2 separate regions of the Gossypium arboreum genome follow, and region 2 is linked to region 1. A link is a contact called in public Hi-C data. All regions are on one chromosome and are shown on one strand. The core of a region is the stretch at or near the end of the contact, and the rest is flanking DNA. Distances in the headings are between cores, read along the strand shown.

Region 1 (4,500 bases), core at 982-3,481:
GGTGAAATAGGATTAGAAAATTAAAGATATTTTCATCCTAGGAAATATGAAAATCAATGTGTATTTACAAATTGAAAGCGACATTATCCAATAACAAAAAAATCTTACAGACAAGTACAATTTCGACTTTAGCTTGTAGTTAGTTAGTCAAGTAAAAGTGTTACATGTAGTCAAAGTTGTATGGAAATTTGCCAAAAAGCCCTCTTCTTTTAAAAAAATTTCATCCTCCCAGATAAAATGGTTTCATGAGCTTTTATCTAGTTTACCAACTTTGGATCGGTATGGAGCAGTAGCCAAACTAGTTTTTAGGGTTGGACCCTGAGAGAATTCACAGGCTTCATCCATTGAAGCCAATCTTATTTCATCAGGAGGTATGAAGCAGTCCGCTGACAGACCTGGAACATTGAATGCCACTTCTTTGATTGCCCACGCTTCTTCCATCCTGGTCCGAGTGTGGCTCATTGCAGTATCTCCAAACCGGAAAAGGGTCACCACGGAGCGTCCCGAGTGAGCAACCATTATTCCTTCAACAAGTCTGTAATCCTCGAGAGATGAATCGATTGTAGTCTCCCAGTACACAGCATCTCCCCCGTTGTTTTGAATTCGGGTTAAATGTGAGTCTTCCAAGTGCACAAGAAGGCCTGTTTTCTGGCTGAAGTAGCCGAATAAAACATGTCTAACGATCTCAGCAGGTCCTTCGCTCCTGGCCTTCAATGTTGCGGGATCGGCACAAAGCTTGAGTATAAAACAATCCTCCCCATTGATCTGCTTCTCACCACTACATCTCGCATTTGTAAACATGCTTGCTGTTGTTCTCGGATCAAGACCCTGCACAAGAATACCAGTTTTGGTACCATAGCCAGAAATAAATTTACAAGGAACAAACAGTAAAGAAGCGAAGAGGTGGAGGTTAACCTGGAGTGCACGGCGAAGGGGGCGAACAGGGCCTCTAGTAGCATGTGCACCAAGCCAAGGAGTATGCCTCCACACAAGCTTCCCATTGCAGCCAGCATGAACCTTGCTAGCACCAAGTGCGAGCTCCACGTACCACATGTCGGGATTCATTTGCCACAACACAAACCCACCAGATTCGGCAACTTTGGTAGAATTCCGATTCTTGGTGACCTTGTTAGCCGTCTGGAACTCGGAAGCTATCATTCTAACCCTACCCATTGCATAAGCATTGTGGATGGAGTTCTGAAGCTTTTGCCCACCTGAAGCAGCAGTATACTGCTGTAATATGTATTGAGCAGATGATGATTCCTGAAAATATTTACAACACATTAGAGTCAGAGATTGTTCCTTCCATGAGCCCCCAAACCAGTAGTGCTAATCAAATTCTTCTTCCATTTAGGTTTATTTCTCCCAAAACAAGTAGATCCAGATTGAAAAAAACAACTCTTATCTGTCTATTAAGCAACCCTACTATAATCCATCAAAATCCCATAGTCATCAAGTGAAAGGAAAAGCCAAACCCAACATCAAAAATCTCAGCACAAGACTTATTCTCTGAACAAAAATAAAAAATGCAGCATCAGGGAAGAAAGAAAGAGAGAAGAAAGGGTGTGGTTGGGGGCTCACAATTGGGGTGTCTTTAATGGTGATGTGAGAGAAAGAGTCCAAAGCGCTAACGTGCACTGGCGCGAGCGGTGCACCCAAGACTCCAAGCAACAACCTCAGATCGGAGCGTTCACAGGTTGAGGTAGAAACGGAAGGGCCTCCTCGTGCCAGCTGACCTTTTATCCACTGAGCCCACCTACCTTCCATCCTGGAATTTTCAGCGTCCGTTCCATCAGGATCAGGACCTTCTTTCAACGGCGACAAAGCTTCGGCCGGCCTGAGGCCCCCAGACCTAAAGAAAAAGGGCTCGGGATGGTGGCTGTAATTCTTCCTCCGACGGCGCAGTAAGTTGGACATTGGTGATGCAGTCCTGGCGGGACTTTTAGCCCGCGAACGACTCTCCTGCTTTCTTTCCATTTCAACAGAAAACCCACAAGCCTTCTCCCTTTTCTGCTCTTAAGAGACACTCAGAAAGTGTAAAAGAGAAGAAACAGACACAATGGTACACTGAGAAAAGTAGCTGATACTGAAGAAGAAGGAGAGGAAGAAGAAGAAAAACAAATAGTTTCTAGAAAAACAGAAAATGAGGGAATAAGAAGGGAAATTAATTAATTTGATTAGGACAAATATAGTTTCGCTGATTAAGATACTGTATCCCGCTTAGGTAAGGTTGGTACCAATATAGGTATAATTTGGTATCTTGTTTCAATTTTATACGTAGCTCAGATTATTATTTCATACACGTAACTTTTATTATTATAAATAAAATTTAAATATAAATATGTTCATTAATATACATCACAAATCTAATTCTTACATTGTTTTTATATTAAAATTAGATTACATTTTATTCCTTATACTTCAAAAAATAGACAAATTAATTCTTTTATGTTAGAGTAAATTAGTCCTTTTAATTAAATTTTAATAATTTGTACTATTAAAATTGATGTGGTGTTTGAAATAACAAATAATAACATATGATGTGTCACATATATTTCGTGCTAACCTACAAGAACCACTTTTTAACAAAAAATGGATAATTTTTTCATAAGATTAATTTGCTCTTTAATCTAACGTACAATGATCATTTTACTTATTTTTAAATAAAAAGACAAAATATAATATGATTCTTAATGTAAAGATGATACTTTTATTAATTCCTTTTCACTTATTAAAACGCAATAAATTATTAGTTTTTCTAATAGCATATATTACAATTAAATTTAATTAACAATTTAAGTTGATGGAATTGAATCAGCCTAAATTTAATTAAAATAATATATTTTTAACTTTACTTAAATTTATTTATTTTTATTGATTAATACGGAACATGCGAATAACAAATATAAACGAAAATTTGCATCAAAATAAAAAGTTTAATTTAGGGTTTGTTTGGACAACATGAATAATTGAATAGAAGTGTAATTACATTCTTTTATAATTATAAAGAATTGTAAGTCCTTAGACATGTTTGGTGACAAGATGTAATTACATTATAATTCTCTACATCATGTTTTATATTATAAATTATAATTACATAGTTACATAATTTATATTTTAAAAATATTAATTACTATACAAAAATTATTAGTATGATAAATATTATATTTAATCAAGTAACAAAAAGTAAAATTAAATCTTCATATTTATTATGTTAGTATAAAAAATAGTTGATAATACGATTATTAATAAAACTAATAAAAAGTAAACATTATATGCACATTTATCTAACTGTTTTAGTGTAGATTTGTTAGGTTATGCCATCTTTAATATTTAACATATGCTCATTATCCTCATTTGTTAGTTCTTGACTAAGTTCATCATCATCTGAATTTGGATTTGCATCATTAGGATTATTAAAATCTCCTTTCATATATTCTTTGAAGTATGAATAATCTCAATTCACCAATAGTTAAAGTTATGAAATATGAAACATGTTAGTACAATCCAACATTATATTTTTATGTTATATTAAGGTGATGTTAATATGGGGAAAAAAATTAGAAGAACAGATATCTTCTCAACCATCTTAAAACCTTAAATGTCTCAAATTAAAAAGTGCAGAAGTTGCTTATGATGCAGGTGTCTGACACCATTTTCTAAAATAGTATCATACCTCGTAATATGGTGTAAAAATTTTTTTGTATTTGTATAAATAACATCGATCTTATAATATTTGGGTTCACAATCTAAATAATTTGTAGTTTTAATTATAAAAACTTATTCAAACTTAATTTGGAGAAAAAATTATATTAGGTTATGTCTCTTTTATAATACCTAAACTAAGTAAAAAATAATATAAAATTTATAACAAATAACCTTTATAAATAAGGTTTTATAAATTGTTCAATAACTTTCATAACACTTCTTATAATTAATATAATTTTTTGTCAACTCTTTAGAAAGTTATTCTTTATAAATAGGCTAGGATAATGTAAGCTATAACATTCTTTTATGAATTTTTATAATATATAGTATGGACACATAAATAAGTTATATGCATACCTATTGACCATAAATTTTGTAAATAAATACATTATAATCCTTTTATAAAATGTAAATTATTTTTATAGTAAACTTTTGATGTTTTAACTTTTGAAATTTTTAAGATTTAACTAATATAATTTTTATGATTTTATAAAATGCAAAAATTATTTTTATAATAAATTACACCCAAATCCAATTACTAGATGACTTTCCAAACACTACCTTAATGTTTATATTTATTATCAAAGCAGAATGTATTTGCCCATACCTACCGGTGATGTCGGTTAAACCATAATTTGAATTTTAAATTTAGTATAATTTAATGAATTTTTATATCCATATTCTACAATTTAGGATTAGGAATGAATATAATTACTTTATTGATTGAGTTTTAACTTAGTTGGCATTAGTATTACTGTCAGTGTATTAGCATTATTGCTAGTGTAGGAGGGC
Region 2 (4,255 bases), core at 1,152-3,651, 600 kb after region 1:
TTAATTAAAACATTCTTTTTAACGATATTGATTTGACAACTTATATAATAGTTTATGTTAGCATGATACTATTTATTTTATATGTCATTTCAACAAATAATTTAAAATTTATAAAAGTTCATAAAAAATAAAGTACACATTAATTATCGTAATGTTTTAGTCAGTATTTCTATTAAAAAATCAATTTAACTCTTTAAAAGATTAATAATCAAATTTTACTTTTTAAAAAAATTAAGACTAAATTTAACTAAAAAATAAGGGTTAAATTGATAAAAATATAAATATTAACAGTTAAAATTATGGTTATATAAAAAAAAAAAGCTGCTGCTAAAATAGTTGAAGGTCTACTCCATTAATAAACAATGAGAAGCCTGTTATAAGTTTTGTATATGTATGTATTTTTATTGGTATAATAAGATGTTTAATACTTTTTTTTTACACAATCATAAATACTTTACGGTCTAAGATCAAACATTAAGTAATGAATAAGCAAGATATGTTCCAAGGAGGTCAAAACCCCAAAATTACAGTCACAAAATCTGCCGGTGGCCGACAAGACAAAAATGCTCCTTCCATGGCATGCAAACCAACAAATACGTATAAAAGTATAATATACACACTTCCATGTGTATTTTCAGTCATCTGGACATTCTTTTATGAATAGTATAAAAATGTGACATTTAAAATAAAAAAATTTTATTAACTTCTGAAATTAGCATTATTATGAAGATTAAAACATTATCGCAAAGGACTCTGCATTACCTATATTCATATATTTCTTTGTTAACATTGTTCCGGTTAAAATGCAAACCATCTCTGCTTGCAAATTTTCTCACCAACCACACATTTCAGATTCAGAAAATAAGCAGAGATGGGAAGCAATTTAACTTGCATCTTTTAATTAAATAAAGAAAAAAGAAAGAGAAATATTATTGTGAAGCGGGAAATTTAGTGAAGGAGCTGAGTTTTGATCTTCTTGGAAACAGGGTCTGGTGATGAAACTCCCCATGAATCGTTGGATTCATCAGAAATAAACAACAAATCTATTACGCCATTTGGGCTTTCAGGAATCCACTTGAATCTGCGCTTCTTTGATTGGTTGCCTTCCTCTCTTGTTTTTGTCAATTCTATTATCAATTTACAGGATTCATCTACCTTGTCCTGTTTCAAACATGAACCCAGGATGAACATTGGAAAAAAAAGTAGACAAAATTAATACAAAACAGTACCTTGTTAATTCCCAGGTTGTCTAAAAGCTGGTTTTCGAATTGTACTCTAAGATTAGGTTCAAGCTCAACGCTATCCATAACTTGCAGCATTATAGCAGTGGCCATTGCTGAAGGAAGGTAGCACAAAAACCTTGAATCTGTCAATGAATTTAACAGGAATTTAGATTCAATTCATGATTTTGATAAACGAAAGAAAGGTTTTCTTTTCTTTTTGTTTTTTTTTTTTGGGGGGGGGGATGTGGAGGGAGGGTGTAAACCTGAAATGACAGAGAGCAAAATTTGGTCACATCTCCTGAGAAATTCCCAACAAACATGGCCTTTCAACCCAAGCCTCCTTGCAATGTAATCAAGAAATGAAATTGGGGTTATAGGGTTCATTTTCCATTGAAGTGTGGAGAGTACCAAAATCTCCATTCTTTGGATTGTTTTGGCCTCAAAATAATATTTGCTCTCCTCCACCTAAACAGATGAGCAAAAACCCAACATTGATAAGCTGAATCAAATGAGAAAAAAAAAATCAATGAAAACTTAAAGTACAAACTTGTAAGTCCAGTAGGAGAGGCACTTGGGTTTCTTCCACTTTGGCTGCTAGAGAAAGACAAGCAACAGCACCTAGTTGAGTCATCCATGGTTTGTCAGTTTGGAAAGGGAGGCTAAACAAGAATCTATCGAGATAATTGACAGCAAGAACAGCAGTGAGAGCAGAGAAGGAATGGTGAGCAGTGACTTTCAACATCCAATCCACAGCAGTAAAGCGAGCCACAGCTAGATTCCTATTGGTTTGAAGGCAATTGTACATTTGACTTTGCTCTTCCTTTGAAAGTAAGGAGGAAAGTTCATCATCTTCCCACAAGAAGTCCTGCTCTAACAAGATTGGAAATGGGTTTGATTTATTGAAACAACTTTCTTCAACAAAGTGGTCTTCTCCTGTGTCTTCTGAACAATAAAGAGAATCGATAACAAATGGAGAGTTGAAAGCCATTTTTCATCCACCCAAGGAATAATGTCTCAAGATGTTGGTTTCATTTATAAAATAACAGAGGAGAAGATAAAAGAAAGAGCGAGGTTGAACCTTCAGAAAACTGAGGGAAGTAAGCACTAAGGCGAAGGACGTACTTTTCTTCTTTAGTGGGTTGGCTCAACTCATTTAAATAACCTATTCATTATCACAATAATGAATAAAATCCATGTCAAAATATCTTTATTACCATGATAAATATTAGTCATACCAACACAACATGTGACATTCATTAACTTGAATATCACCACTCTCATTCTACTCTAATTTTGTTTTCAAATAATTATTTTTTATCTCTTTAATATTAATATATTTAATATAGGAGGACGAGAGTTCGAATGCGTTGAAGCGTATTATCCCCCTATTTATAGGTTAGGACAAGTTATGAGTAATTCTAGTTATTGTGTAAAAAATAGATATAATCGAATTTATAATAAAATTGTTCCAAAAAAAGATAAATCTCAAAATTATACATAAACTTTAGTCTATTGTGCAACTCAATACAAGTACCTTGGTTTTGTGTAATTTTATATATGAAATTTTGTTTTGATCAAATTCTTATAAATTATTAACACAATTATTGATATAACATCATTTTATGTTTATGTATTACATACACATATAATTATATTTATCTAATATAAAAATAAATTGATATATTTATTTCTTTAAATATGTATGATTGAATCAAAATTAAAATTTTATGTATACATTTGAACTACAATCAAAGTTTCTTATGTACAATTGTACTAAATTAAAGTTCATGTATCAAATTATACATTAAATCATAATTAATGTATAATTTCGAATTTATTTAAAAAATCATTATATTCGATAATGCTGCCATAGCATTTGATAAGTTGGTTTTCATCTAATTTGGTTTTTTCCTCCTTTTAGTATAAAAAGAAATTTGCACCTACACAGAAAAAAAATTGGTTGTAAATCATTGCAAAAATTACTTTAATTAGTACCCTATTAAAGAAATTTTATATTTTTTATTAATTTAACTTTCAGAAATATATATTTTATCAATTTAATGCTAAATTAGGTTAATTTTTTTATAAAAATACACTAATCTCATTTTTAATAAAAAAAAAGTTGTATGTTTTGAGGTTATTAATTTTTAAATTGAAAAAAGGCTAAAATTAGATAAAAGTTTTAAAGTTTATCATGTTTTATCAAATTTTGTTAAAAACATTTCTTATAATTTTAAAGTCTAGGTTTTGTCAAAATTTAATGAAATTATTATTTTAGATAAATATAAACAAATTTTTGTGATAAAGATAGAAGTATTTTAAATAAATATAACCGTGTTGTAATAAAAATTGAATATAGCACTAAGATGAGGGACGTACTTTTCTCCCTTAATGGATTGGTTCAGTTCCCCAACTAATAAATCATTTAAATAACGTATTCATTATTTTAATTTGTATCTAATCGTAATTAAATCTCTTATTAAATATTAGTTTAACACGAATTTAAATTGTATTATCTTCATCTCCACCCCTAATACAGAAGTGTAGCTAGGGAATAGGCAGGGCTCAGCCTCCTTAAAATGAATTTTTTTATTTAAATCTTTTAAATTTTTAAAATTTTAAATTAATAAAGATAAAATTATAACTTAATCCCAAAAATTAATAATATTTTAATTTAATTTTTAAAATTATAAAAATATAATATATTAAAATAATAAAATTACATTTTTACTAACATAAAATTATAATTTAATTTCTATCGCTTCTAAAAAATTTATTTTGAAAATTAATAACGCCTGAATTATGGGCCATACCAACACAATTACTTCAACACGTGACATTCATTAACTTAAATATCGCCAGTCTTATTTTACTCTAATTCGGGTATAAATGTATAGTATTTAATTTTGTTTTTTTCAAATTTTCTATATGTCTAGAGATGATATGCGTCCCTTAAAATAATATAAAATGTAATTTTTTTTATCTCGTGGGTTTATTCTATTTATTAAACTGTTGTTTAATATTAATATATT

The links. Hi-C and Micro-C count contacts between places; a contact is called where the count stands out from the background.
Region 2: a Hi-C map of leaf shows a contact between it and region 1, with 4 times the contacts expected there. The contact joins the promoter of LOC108482082 here to the promoter of LOC108479788 in region 1. A contact is called at or near these places in 2 of 5 Hi-C or Micro-C datasets (both in leaf).

The regions. Positions count from the first base shown.
Region 1 is chr1:77,912,682-77,917,181 of ASM2569848v2, forward strand. It overlaps LOC108479788, which reads right to left and starts at 2,232. Exons shown (of 3, transcript XM_017782576.2): 1 at 1,582-2,232; 2 at 916-1,263; 3 at 62-828. The coding sequence starts at 1,977. The coding sequence ends at 244.
Region 2 is chr1:78,516,371-78,520,625 of ASM2569848v2, forward strand. LOC108482082 (cyclin-D3-3-like) reads right to left here and starts at 2,402. Exons shown (of 4, transcript XM_017785189.2): 1 at 1,771-2,402; 2 at 1,487-1,688; 3 at 1,230-1,366; 4 at 695-1,161. The coding sequence starts at 2,211. The coding sequence ends at 949.